Regions from separate parts of the Capra hircus genome. Here region 2 is linked to region 1. The links are chromatin contacts, called in public Hi-C maps. All regions are on one chromosome and are shown on one strand. Each heading gives the region's core, a stretch centred on a gene start, on an enhancer-like site or on the middle of the called end of the contact. The rest is flanking DNA. Distances are from core to core; before and after follow the strand shown. Region 1 has its middle 22 kb from the start of CD82. Region 2 overlaps EXT2 (exostosin-2).

The links. Hi-C and Micro-C count contacts between places; a contact is called where the count stands out from the background.
Region 2: a contact with region 1 is called in a Hi-C map of liver, with 4 times the contacts expected there. The contact joins two enhancer-like sites. A contact is called at or near these places in 3 of 5 Hi-C or Micro-C datasets (blood and liver).

What each region holds. Positions count from the first base shown.
Region 1 is chr15:8,378,595-8,385,373 of ARS1.2, forward strand. No RefSeq gene overlaps it. Among named protein-coding and RNA genes, the nearest start is that of CD82, 22 kb to the left of the region's middle. Within about 2 kb of position 2,912, at least 1 of the 5 cell types and tissues checked has an H3K27ac peak or open chromatin away from gene starts, as enhancers often do.
Region 2 is chr15:8,782,760-8,789,538 of ARS1.2, forward strand. It overlaps EXT2 (exostosin-2), which reads right to left. Exons shown (of 14, transcript XM_018059215.1): 2 at 3,962-4,527; 3 at 2,686-2,775. The coding sequence starts at 4,497. Among named protein-coding and RNA genes, the nearest start is that of EXT2, 13 kb to the right of the region's middle. Within about 2 kb of position 4,147, at least 1 of the 5 cell types and tissues checked has an H3K27ac peak or open chromatin away from gene starts, as enhancers often do.

The sequences.
Region 1 (6,779 bases), core at 1,662-4,161:
ACCCTCCCCCCACCACTCCCAATACTCACTTCATCTGCAATTGGGATTCCCCTTCCTTCATCGGCTATTTCTTTCTAATTGCTTTATTCTAGCACCAGAACAGTGGCTGGCACATGGAAGGAACTCCCAGAACAGTTGCCAGTTGAATGGGCAGAAGAGAGAGGTGGGCAATGGGACCGCAGCTTTGGGCAGGAGAGTTTCCAGCGAGACTAACAACACTATGTTATCTTCATGGTATTTATTTTTCTGGTTACCTTTTATTTCTTCTGGCAAACGATACTGCAATTTTCAATTTGTAGAAGTGATTCAAAATTCCCTTTTAAAATAAATGTGCCGAGTCAGAAAGCGTACATTGATTTCAAGAATAATATTTAGTTAATAGAGTTACAGGTGGTAGGCACACGTGGCAGAAGCTGGGAGTGGGGACCAGGAGTGAGGGAGGCTCACGAATGCTGGAGTCCAGGCCTCCCATTTGACAGACGGGGAAGTTGAGGCCCAGGGTGTGAGTTACTCGTCCAAGGTCACAGAGGAAGTTAACAGCAAGGTGAACATGTGTAGCCTGGTCTTCCCGTTTCAGGCGTGGCTTTTTGCATTTCCCTTCTAAATTCTTTGTTCCATCCATCAGTGGACATTTAAGGGGTGCCCAGGGCTATTAGTAGCTTGTTCTGAAGATAACAGAACCGAGGACCATTTTAAATGACTGTATCTCCATCACCAGAACAGTGTCTGACAGGAGGCACATTTTAGACGCATGAATAGAGAGGAGAGAACATACTGAACCCCAAATCCTTCCCTGATGAGCACCCAGTTCTGCCTGGGAGAGGGGCCGGACCCCGGGCGGCAGGGGCAGGCTGTGGAGAACACCTGTGGGCATAAATCTTGGGTGGGAGATGCCCCAGCCTACCCCGGAGGAGCAGTGGGGAGGCGGGCACTTCTTTGGGATCCAGAGCCGACGTGGGCTGCGTGGGGCAGGCCAGGCTGCAGGGAGCAGCGGAGCACAGAGCTTGGGTGGATTCCTTCCTCCCAAGGACATCCGTGGCCGTGGGCTCTAGCGTGGGAGTGAAAGCTCAGGCCCCGCGTCTGACAGCTCTGGCCTGGAATCTGGCCCTTGCCACTCACCAGCACCACCTTCTTCATCATCTTCATGGTCTTCCTCCCTCTCTAAAAGGCCGACATCAGGATTGAATGAGAAAGTCCTCCCAGAGCGCTCACTGTAGCATCAGATCCATAGAAGGAGCTCAGAAGATGCTAATGCCTGCTACTTTGGGATAGCGGGGTCAGGTTCATTGATGGGTTAGGAGTACCAAGAGGTCTACTCTGCATATTTGTTGGTAAAAACTTTCCAAAGCTGTCTGTTCCTATTTCTTTGAGGAGAATCAGTGACGCTAAAAGGTCCTGCCCCTTTGAGTTTGGGGCTGGAGAGTCTGGGGAGGCTGCATCAGGAGGCTGGAGAGAGCTCAGGATTAAATGGGTGATGGAAAGAATCTCAGAGGGCCCGAGCCCATTGCCATGACTACAGAACTGAGTGGGGACTAGAGGCCAAGTGTATGGGCCCCCTGCTGTGTGTTTCCACAGTTCCTAGCAGCTTCCAGACTTAAGAAATGGAAGTTTACTTGCACTGGCCAGGCCTTTGAGAAATGACATGTCACCCTGGCATTGTCGCTGAGCTGGCCCTGAATGACTGAGGACAGAATTAGAGCCTCAGTTTACCTCTCTGCAGAATAGGGAGAAAAGTACTGCCCAGTCCACCTCACTCGGTGACCTAAAAGTCAGATGAAACCATTCTTTCTCTTTGATTCCTCCTCCAATCATTTCAGTTATTCCAATTTCCGAGCTGTGTGGCTCAGCCTCTGGGGGCCAGAGGACACCTAAGGACTGAGCAGATGCCCCTCAGGGCCTGAAGACTCAGAGGAGTGGGGTCTCAGAGGTCAGGGCTCGGGGCTCTGTGGAAACGCGGGGACTCTTTCCCAGGGTCCCGCCAGAGAAGGATTTATGGTTTGGCCTGCAACGTGGTGAACTGCTAAATATGCAGATTATGGGTACAAATCCGGGGGTGGCTGGAAAGGCAGAGGGAGGGGAGGGGAGGGGGACTGGAGGTCTGGCTGCTGGACCGTGTGTGGGGGTGGGGCCCGGCTGTTCCAGATGGGGCTGCAGATGTGAGTATGGTGGGCGTTCTGGGGTGGGGGGAGCTCGGACCCTGCGGCCTCACCCCACCTCCTCACCCTCCCCAGGCTTCCAGACCAGGTCCACTGAGCTGTTCCCCTCGGGGCTCCGGCCACTGAGACCCTCCGGGCACTGGCTCCTTGAGCAGCTAGACGATGGGAGAAGTGGGAAGAATGGGGAAGAGGGGCATGTTCATTGCTCAGATGGGGAAATCAAGGCACAGAGGCATGGTAGGGTCACGTCCCCGAGGCTACAGGGTAAGGTGGCGACCAGGTCTGAAAGCCAAGGCTGGTCTCTGGACTCTTGGTTGGCCCCAGGCACGCCCAGGCTGGGAGAGGGGTGACTCATCCCATGGGAGCTCGGGTTCATATTCCAAACAACCCAGGGCACAAGGCGGGGTCTGGAGGGGTCATCGCCATCTCACCCGTGAGGAACAGGAGACAGCTGTCCGAGGCTCCCCGGCTGGAGGCGTAGAGCTGGGTCTGTCCCAGGGCCGGGGAGGGAGGAAACGGCCTCCGCACTAAACATGGGCCGGTGTCCTTAGACCAGCTGGAAGTTTCTGGAAAACAAAGCTGGGTTGCCGGCGGGGAGAGGAGTCGGGATATAGCCGTAGTTTAGGTTGAAGTTTAGGAGCGTGAAGCTGCAGAGGATCCGGCAGTCCCAGAGGCACGCACAGGGTGGGTGGTGTCGATGGGGCCACAGGGCGCAGAGGGGGCCAGTCATCCTTTCACGGGACCCCGCCTTCAGGGGACCTCATAGCACATGGACCTGAGGCCCTGGGTCCCTGCCCAGGGTGCCCGGCACGAGAGAAGCAGTGCTGACCGCTGAGAGCGCGACCTTCCCTTGACCTTGGACGAGGTCCCTCAGCCTGACCCACAGCTGGCCCTGAGGATTAGGCGGGCTCCCCCGGTGGCTCAGCTGGTAAAGAATCTGCCTGCAGTGCAGGATACCTGGGTTCGATCCCTGGGTCGGGAAGATCCCCTGGAGAAGGAAAAAGCTACCCACTTCGGTATTTTAGGGCTTCCCTTGAGGCTCAGCTGGGAAAGAATCCTCCTGAAATGAGGGAGACCTGGGTTTGATCCCTGGGTTGGGAAGATCCCCTGGAGAAGAGAAAGGTTACCCACTCTAGTATTCTGGCCTGGAGAATTCCACGGACTGTATAGCCCAAGGGGTCACAAAGAGTCCGACACGACCGAGGGCCTTTCACTTCCGAGGATTAGGCAGACCGGGGGTGCCTGGGGTCCCACCCCATCCAGCTGTTGCCTCCTCCCCAGCTGGGGTACCAAACCGCAGGAGCCGCACCCGTGCAGAGGAGATGGCCCACTGTCCCGAGCGTCCTGTTCCTGGGTCCTGAGCCCCCTCCCACTTGGCCTAATGGGGACCAAGATGGCAGCCGGGAAGCAGGACATCAGAGACTCAAAGTGGCAGGCGCTGGGATGGAAGGGCAAACCCACCGGCAGGAAACGAGAAGTGAAACTGGAAGCGCCGGGCCCTGGGAGACGGAGCCCACTCAGGTGTCTGAGTCAGCAAAATACTCCCAGGACCACGGGGCGTTTTCTCAAGGCAGAGGGGCACTGCCCGGGACATGACCGGCATAGGTGGGCGCAGACACCCTCATCACCCACAGCAAGGGCTGCCAGAGGAAGGGGACAGCTGGCCCGGCCACTCCCTCCTTCACAGCAGGATTCGGCCCCCAAGGACTCTACCCCACCCACTTGTGGGTCCCCCGTTGTACCTTTGAAGGCACACATGGCCTTGGGGGAGGTATTCTCAAGGACAGAGTAAGCTAAGCGTGAACTGGCAGTCTGAAAGACCCAGGGACGAATCTGAGTCTCTTTGCTGTGTGACCTTAGTCGAATGAACTAACCTCTCTGAGCCTTGTAGAATAAGGGTTGCTGTATGCCAGACCACGATAGGTGCTCATTAAAAAGGTCATCCCCCTTCTTCTGTCTCCCCTTGAGAGGAGGCTTCCGCTGCTCCACCCCTCCTATTGCCAACATACTATCTAACAGGCGCCTTCTCCCCCAGCGTACTTCTTCCTCAGCGATAACAAGATTACAGGCAAGTGAATACGTAGCAGTCTTAGTTACCAGACCCTGTACTGGGTGTTTCCATCACTGCAGGGGAAACTGAAGCACAGAGTGGTCAGGTCACTCGCTCAAGGTCACACAGCAACGAAGAGGTCAAGGAGACACAAGTCTAGACCTGTGGGAACCCAAGGCTTTGCTTTTCAAGTCTGCCTCTTCTAATGACTCATAGGCAGACTTCAGACTGGAAAGATCAGCAAGGCAGTGGGGTCTTGGGACAGAGGGCATAGCCTGGCAGGGTCTGGAAAGAGAAGGGCGTTCAAGAGCAGGGCTTGTTACCTTCCAGTTCTGCAGAGGGGAGGATCTGCCCCACGCTGCTGTGTGGCTCATGGTACTGGGGGCCCGGGGGAGGGTCAGGTCAGAGCTGTCAGGGGGCCTGGAAGGCCAGGAGAGTGTCAGAGACAGGCCCGGACCTCGGACACACATGGGCCCTGCTCACTGCTCCTGGAAGGGCAGGGATTTCTCCTCTGCCTTTGGGAGAAGCCGAGTTATTGGAAGAACCTTCAGGCGAAGCTCCAAGCTTCCGAACGTGGCCTCCCCATGCTCGCCCCCCCACCCCGAGCCAGCCGTAGCAGAAGGGCTCTCATGCTGGGAAAGAATGTTTTCTCCCCCATGTCATTTTATTGACTTCAGCAGGGCCTTTTATTTCTAATTCAGGAAGTGTCCTGACAATAAAGACATCATCGATATATTAACTCACTTCTTCAAAATCTCAAGCACGTTCTGCAGAGAGAGAGCTTCCAAATGGAAAACAACACGGCAATAAAGCGAACAGCGTGGGCTGGGCTGGCGCTGCGTTTATGGCTGGGCTCTGAGCGGGGAGGGAGTGCGGAGCGGGAGGGAAAAACCCGACAAACCCACCAGGAAAGGCAAACTCCCGCCATCCCATCGAGGCGCTCATCCCACGGTCGGCCTCCGTGGCTGGGCATGGCTTCACTTCACTTCCATCTGCTGCAGCAAAGAAATTACAAGGAGCCGTGGCTCCGTCTTAGCACCCTTGGCCACGTGATTAATGCTGTTGACACACTCACAGGAGGACATTCGAGCTCATTCTCTGACTTTCAATGGCCTCCGTATTTGTGAAGTTTTTTAATTGCACCCAGAGGCCTGCGATAGGATTTATTTTCAGGGACTCATTCAATTCAGGCCTCCCAGCATGCTCAGGGGGCTTCCCAGGTGGTGCTGGTGGTAAAGCGCCTGCCTGCCAAAGCAACAGCTGCAGGAGACGTGGGTTCGATCCCTGGGTTGGGAAGATCCCCTAACGGAGATAATGGCAACCCACTCCAGTATTCTCAACTGGGAAATCCCATGGACAGAAGAGCCTAGCCGGTTATGGTCCATGGGGTCGCAAAGGTCGGACACGACCGAAGCGACTTCGCACATTACACTCTCAGGAGCAGAGGACATCTCTGCCCATTTTACAGGTGCAGAAAACTGAGGCTTCTTCCATATCACACAGCTCAAAGGTGAGAGTCAAGATGGTGTCCAAGAGCTTGGACCCAAATGCCCTTGCTGAGTGGAAGACTTTGGTTCTTGGAGGTCAGTGGCAGTGTGTGTGTATGTAGGGGGGCCCTCCAACCTGACAGCCTACTTTACCTTCAGCTTCGAAGTTGAGCCAACTTCTCGTTAGTGAGAATCCACTCATCCATTCATTTATGTGACAGATGCTTGCAGAGAATCTTCTAGAAGCCAAGGCTTGTGCTAGTGTAGGCATAGAGTCATTAAGGAAAATAGCAAGCTTCCTTGAATTTCAGGGTCTGGCCCCCTCTTGCCTACCACCCCTTTCCTTACTAAAGAAGAGGCAGTTTTCACCACCCCTCCCCAACCCCAATCCTGCTCCGATCCCTTCCCCCTCCATGTGGGCATGAGACAGAGGCTGGTGCCCCCTACTCACTCCCCACAGCCCACCCCCACCTCTGCCCCAATCCTTCTGGTTTCAGCTCTGCCTGGGACAGGCCAGGGGCAAGGGAGCCCCCGGGGAGCCTTGAGCCACAGCCCAGGAGGGGGTGGGAAGGGAAGCGGGGCAAGCAGAGGTGTGTTTTGAAATCTGCTTCCTTTTGGCCACGCTTGAACTTCCAAGCAGCCGGCTTTGACTGACAGGCGCGGAAAGGGAGCGCCGGCTCCCCATGGAGACCCGGGCAGAGATGGAGGGACTCCGTGGGGCTCGGGGCTCCAGGGCCCGCATCCTCTGCCCTTCCTCCCTGCTCTCAGCCAAGCAGAGCCTGGGGGCCTGGGTCTCTGCTGTCTGGGCCCAGGAAGTCCAGGCTCGGGGGTGGAGGTCTTGGTGTCCCAGACAGGAAAATCCCAGAGTCGCTGCAAGCCTGAGCCCTTTCAAGCAGTCTTGTCAACAAGGGCAGGCAGCATTTACTGAGGGCATATTGTTTATTCTTAACCCAAACGCTTATTAAAGGAGTTCGTCGTTGTAACACCCTTCCACTAGTGCCCAGTGTATATACAAGCATTGTGCCATGCTGTGCGTAGTTGCTCAGTCGTGTCCAGCTCTTTGTGACCACTTGGACTGTAGCCCGT
Region 2 (6,779 bases), core at 2,897-5,396, 410 kb after region 1:
GCTGTTACGTTTTTTAAAAAGCCCTTGAAAAAAGTTGAAAGTGTCAGTCACTTAGTCATGTCCGACTCCTTGTGACCCCATGGACTGCAGCCCGCCAAGATCCTCTGTCCATGAGATTTTCCAGGCAAGAATACTGGAGCGGGTAGCCATTCCCTTCTCCAGGGGATCTTCCCAACCCAGGGATCAAACCAGGGTCTTCTTCATTGCAAGCAGATTCTTTACCGACTAAGCCACTGAGTTATACACAAAAACCTCTTCTGCAGTCTCAAATGGAAATATTTACAGACATAATGATACAACATCTGATATCTGTTTCTAGATAATCTGGTGGGGAGAAAGTAGGAGTACAGATGAATCAAGTTGACAATTAACAAAGCTGGACAGTGGTTATGTGGGGCTCACTGTACTTCTTTTATATGGGTTTACATTTTTCTCTAAGAAGTTTAAATAAATATACACCTATACAAAAGTAAAAATTTGAGAAAGATACCTGCAAAGAAAAGATGACAAAAATCTAAAGCAGTAATAAAATTACAGAATATATCTGAGAAAACAAAGATCAGTAAAGTTAGGCATTGAAGAGGTATAATTTGCTGTCATTTGACTTAAAATAAAATGGGTAGGTGAATATATGTGTGTGTTTGACTAGAAATCCATCAAACAAAGACTCACAAAATACACAGTATTTGAGAACAATGATTACCTCTCAGTAAAACAGTAAAACCAGAGGAAAATTTGAAAACATATTTTTACACTTTCCTCTTTGAATACTTGCACATTGTTTCAACCTTGTACCCAGAAGGTATATGTGTACCATACATAGGATTTTCAAAAACTGAAAGAGAAACCCAGGATAAAAGATTATCTGTTGAGCTGACATTTGCTTTAGTCCTGGTCCTTGCATCTTCCTGAGTCAGATAATTCTTAAAAAAAAAAAAAAAAATCACACTTATGACTTTAGATTTCAGGGACATCTTAGAAACAGTCTAAATCTAGCCTGTTTTCTAATTTCTGAATAACCAGATACGCAGCTTCTGCTAAAACTATCCTACACGCATGGTTCTTGCCTCCTCTGAATCCAGAGCAAGAACAAAGAATCAGAAAAATTAACAAGCAAATCTACTATTCCTTACTCCAACCAGTTGAAGACCACCTCGGCTTCCAAATGAAATTTCCCACGTGGAAAGATAAAGGAGGACTATACGATGATTCATTACTTGCTACAGGACTGCCTATAATCACTTCCAAAATTACATGCACAGGGAAAACGATTTAACCTTCCTGATCCTTAACACCTAAGCACCAGCAAGAACTTCAACTCTCTCCTGATTACTTGACACTTTCCTGCAGAGAAATGAAACTCCTTTTAACATGTGCACTCGATAAAAATGAAATCTTTCTCCCAATCAGATACATATACCAAAGTGTCAGCAAGAACCGACATGTCCCAAACAGAAATAAACCCTTCCCAAACTAAACCCAGAACAGCAGGTGAAGACATTGCATTCCCAGCACCTCTCTGCCTTCCCTTTTCTGTCCTCTAACACATTTCACTTTCCCAGAACAAGCAAATGCATAAGACAGTAACACACTCAGGAACGCTGGGGCTAAGAGCCAAATCAGAGATCACCTTGTGTTCAGCGGGTTTCTACAGAACTTGTGTGGCCTGACTGCCCTCTACCGTCCAAAATGGTTTCTACACCAAAGCTTAGGGATGGCGCTGGGGTCTTTTCAAGAGATAATCATCTTTCCAGATAGAAACTCAATACTGACTCTAGATAAGCACTTAAAAGCAAAGAGGGCTTAGACTTAATCTTCTGGGGAAAAGCGGTACAAAGTGTAGATTTTCACAAATGACAATGTTGGCCTCAAGTAAGCAGAGACCACAGCAGGCCTGAGGCTGTTCTCACCTCTTTCAGTAACAATGATTTCAAGAATTAAACATCAACTGCAACAGAGCTGGTCATAAATGAGTTCATATCTGAACTTACAGTAATCCGCTCCCATGGGTGCTGCCCAGGACCCTCATGCCGGGCCCACACTTCCCGCTCTCTTCGGAGCCTCGGGCCAAGTACTAGGAGCAGAACCTTAAAGGGGCACCTCCCTTCTGAGGTTTCCAGGAAGCGACGCAGTCGGTACAAAAGGGCCCAATACACAGTACCTGAACTTGAATCGCCATCGTGGCCACCCCATGACACTTCTACCTGTTTGGAAGTTTCATAGGAAGGAAGGAAAGAAGAGAGTAAGCGGTACTTAGAGTGCCTCACTTCCCGGACGTTACAGGCTCCAAAGACACGTCCACGCCTGCTCCCCCCAGGACCTGAGACTACTTAATGCTCCCAAATGTGGAGAGAGCTGACACAAGCCAGTGATACGAACCAGGCCTTTTAGGGGAAAGAGGGTGCGCTCAGGAGCACACAACCCAGATGAAGGCAAGACAGACCTCTAAGATGCTCCACTGGAACCTGACCCTCCATTAGTTTCCCGGGACAGGTTCTGGCAGGTCTCAATGCCGCCAGGTCTTGGGGAGGAAAAGACCGAGGACAATCTTCCACTTGAACAAAGATTCTGATTACAAAGTTATGTCCTAGTGGGCTTAGAAATATGATTTCACGTGAACAAAAGGGTCCTATGTTGACTTAATCCTCAGAAACCCGTCAGGCGGACAACCCCAAATACACCTACCTGTCTCTGGGGACATCCAGGGCCGTGTTATAATCTGGGGGGCCTCCAGGCAACATGTTGAACAGGAGGTGATTGGTACCTCTATCCCACCTATTGAGAGAGTAAACGTAGAATTCACACATCGACTATGAGGAAACAGACAAGTCAGTTTCTGGATGACAAGTCAAAGTGATAGCTGCTCAGCCATGACTCTGTGTGACCCCATGGACTGACTGCAGCCCACCAGGCTCCTCTGGCCATGGGGATTCTCTAGGCAAGAATACTGGCCTGGGTTGCCATTCTCTCCTCCAGAGGATCTTCCAGACCCAGGGATCGAACTCGGGCCTCCTGCATTAGGCAGCTTCTTCACCATATGAGCCACAAAGGAAGCCGGACAACAAGTAGCGAGCATCCCTGACTTGTAACAGGGTCACTTCTCAGGAGGGCAACCTGCATGCCTGGAGATCGCCAGTGCATGCGGGCACTGGCTTGGCTCCTCCAAAGGAAAGCCAGGGCGTGTGTCCTCCAAGCTGGTCCACTGCAGAACTGCTTACGCTGATGAAAATCTGAACGCTACCACAGTGTTCACCATTTGGTTACAGAAACACAAAGAAATACAGAAGGCTAATTAAGGACATTGGGGAACGTGTGCAAAATGGAGTCCCACACAGAACTGTATATGCGAATACACATTCTGTGTATATGTCACACGGCACTGACATACAAAGATGAAATTGGCTGGAAACACATTCATGGTAAATGAAGGGGAACCGGCAGCAGAAAGAATACGCTTTGCCGTGTGAGCCCACTCTTGACCAAAATGTTACATATACACATATGTGTACGTACGTGTGCATGTATATACTACAATGCATATATGCGTGCCCCTGTATCTGTTTTATACATAAACGACTGAGAAGCAACATCAAAATATTAATGATTATGTCAAAGCAGGCTTATGGGATGACTCTAACTTTCTTCTTTTTGCTTAACTGTATTTTCAAGCTTTTTATAGTGAATATGTGTATGTGAGTAATAAAGAGGGGAGGTGGGGAAAGACATTTACATTGAAAAGGAAAGGATTGGGAAGATGAACCCTCCTTAGCTTCTACATGTTAAGAAGTTGGGGACCCACAGCAGTGGCCCAAGAGGGTGGTGCAGAGACCGGCTGCCGAAGCACAGGTCCTCCAAGTCAGCCGCCCATCCACGCGCCCACCTAGGAGACAGAAGATGAGCTGCTGGCTGGAAACCAGCTCTGCCCTCCCCTGCCCCTAGTTTCTGGGAGACCTGCGGATACCTGGAGAGCTGGGCCAGCGCCTGGGCCGTCTCCCTCACGCGGAGCGAGTTCTGGTTGAGCAGGTCGATGGACGGAACGAACAGGCAGGCGCGGGTGATGTCGTCGGTGTAGTAGTCGCTGTCTGAGATGGCCGTGAGCAGCTCGTTGTACTCGCGGGAGATGGTGCTGCTCACCGGGACGCCCGCCTCGCCCACGTACTTCTTCAGCGGGTAGATGTACACCTTGATCTTGTTCCTGGGGTTGAAGCCGCAGCGGTAGACGTCGAAACACGTGTGCATCCGGCAGCTGAGGTCGCCGCGCTCGGGCACCGGGCTGTCGGCCGGCAGCCTGACCACCGGCACGTCTCGGACACTGCGCTTCTCCACGCTCCAGTCGCCGGAGGACTCGATGGAGTGCGGCCAGAACTGAAACATGCCCGTGGCGATGAGCCCCAGCAGGACGATGGAGAAGAGGGTGATGTAGTAGGCGCGGTGCTTGGTCTTCATTCTCGGGATGAGGGCGGGACCCCGGATGCTGTACTTGACCGACGCACACATAATGACCCCGACAGCCTCCTCCTCACACTCCTGGTTACCAGGGGAGAAGAGAGAAAAATGAAGCCTTCAGGGAGACAGATGACCCTTGAAAGGACCCGGGTACATTTTCAATCGGCCCATTTCTTTCCCTTATGCAATTTGATGAAATAACGAAGAGGGACCTTTGACCCTGCGAAGAACTGACTCATTTGAAAAGACCCTGATGCTGGGAAAAGTTGAAGGTGGGAGGAGAAGGGGATGACAGAGGATGAGATGGTTGGATGGCATCACTGATTTGATGGACATGAGCTTGAGTAGGCTCCGGGAATTGGTGATAGACAGGGAAGCCTGGCGTGCTGTAGTCCATGGGGTCACAAAGAGTTGGACACAACTGAGTGACTGAACTGAACTGATAAATAAAGTAAATAAATATTTGTACATGTGCGAATATGCTATATATTTACTATAGAATATATTCTATAAATACAAATTCTCTGAAAGCATAAGCTGGTTAATGTCGGGCCTAAGAAGAGGAGCGCTGAGCAAGCAAGAAAAATTAGACGTGGAATAGCTGACGGACAGTTTGTTTGTTTTTTAAATACTTGCCTAACAAAAACTGATGCTTCATCTGGACAAACTGGCCCTTTGTTTGATATACTAAAGTTTTCATTCATTCATTCATTCAAACCTCATAGAGAACCTAAAGAAGAAAGCAAAGATCTACCTTAGAGGAATTTAGATACAAATGAGATACACAAAACTATAACAAAATGTACAATGTAAAAACACCACTAGGAAAATATCAAGAAAGGGGAAAAGGGTATTAGAGAAAAAAGGACTAATCTTTAAATAAATATATATTGATGTTTTATAATAAGGGGATAGTTGGCACATTTTGATGGAAGGGAGAAATGAAGAAAGAAATAGGGAAGGAGGAAAGGAGAGGCGGAGGAAAAGAAAGGCCAGTGAGGTAGATCTCTTTCTAAAGACAGATGCCAAAAATTCTTCCCACTGATGAACGCGCATGCCACTTGCCCATTGACAACATGGAATCTCTTTCCCTTCCACCCGAATCCAGGCTAGACTTGGGACTTGCTTTGACCAAGAGAAAGTGGCAGAGGTAAGATTCTGGGGGTTTTGAAACCCGGCTTTAAAAGACCCTGTAGCCGTTGGAAGCCAGCTGCCCACAGTTAGGAAGCTCAGGAAGACCGCAGAGACTACGTGGAGCCAGCATGAACCATCCCCAGCGAGCTCTGCACAGATGGCAGAATCCTGAGCGAGCACATGATTGCTAGTGCTGCTGTTGTTTGTAAGGTTTGTAGTGGTTGGTAACGTAGCAATAAAAAAATGAAACAGCCAATACGCATCATGGACTGAGACATGAAAAAAAAATCTTGAGTCCTCAGCTGAAAATGCAAAGTACCCCTGTAGACCACAAATTAAGATCCTTACCAAACAAGCCCCCAACACCGGATGCCGACCTACTATGTCGATACCCTGAGCATGACTCCTTCATCTGTCACAGACACGTCTCTGCAACAAGTGACTTCGGCATTCCTTGTGTCAAGATTCCACTCTTCAAAATGGTCTCATTCTACTCTCTGATCTTTCAGAAAAGTTATTCAAACCAGGTGGCACTAGTGGTAAAGAATCCACCTGCCAATGCAGGAGATGGAAGTGACGCGAGTTTGATCCCTGGGCTGGGAAGATCCCCTGCAGTAGGAAATGGCAACCCACTCCAGTGTTCTTGCCTGGGAAACGCCATGGACAGAGGAGCCTGGTGGGCTACAGTCCATGGGGTCACAGAGTCAGACACAGCTGAGCGACCAAGCACACGTTAATCATAAAGGAAAATAATTGAAACGCTCATAGACCATCTTAGGGTTTATGAACCATTTTCACTTTGGCTAAGCGGAGTTCTCTCCAACCATGCCTACATGGTAAAACTGCTTCCTGCCTAAGCTTAGTAGGGTCTTGTCAAGCCCTGAATGTTGCAATCATTATCAGCTTTGGGGGTAAAATGTGCTGAAAGATCATTAATGGTTTCAACTTGTATCTGCTGTATCTGAGACCATGGTCTGGGACGTATCAAAAGAACACAATTGTCATGGACTAATGTATGAAAGTTTGTATATTTTAAGCTTAAAGATAATCATCTTTGGGGTATATACATTAGCCATTCAACATACGCTAACCGATTCCTTGCCAGAAATGCAGGCACGAGAGCTATTTCACGTTTTCTGTCATCCTAACAATGAACAAGATGTTCCCAGCCAGTCCCCGACCCCTACTACCACCGGGCC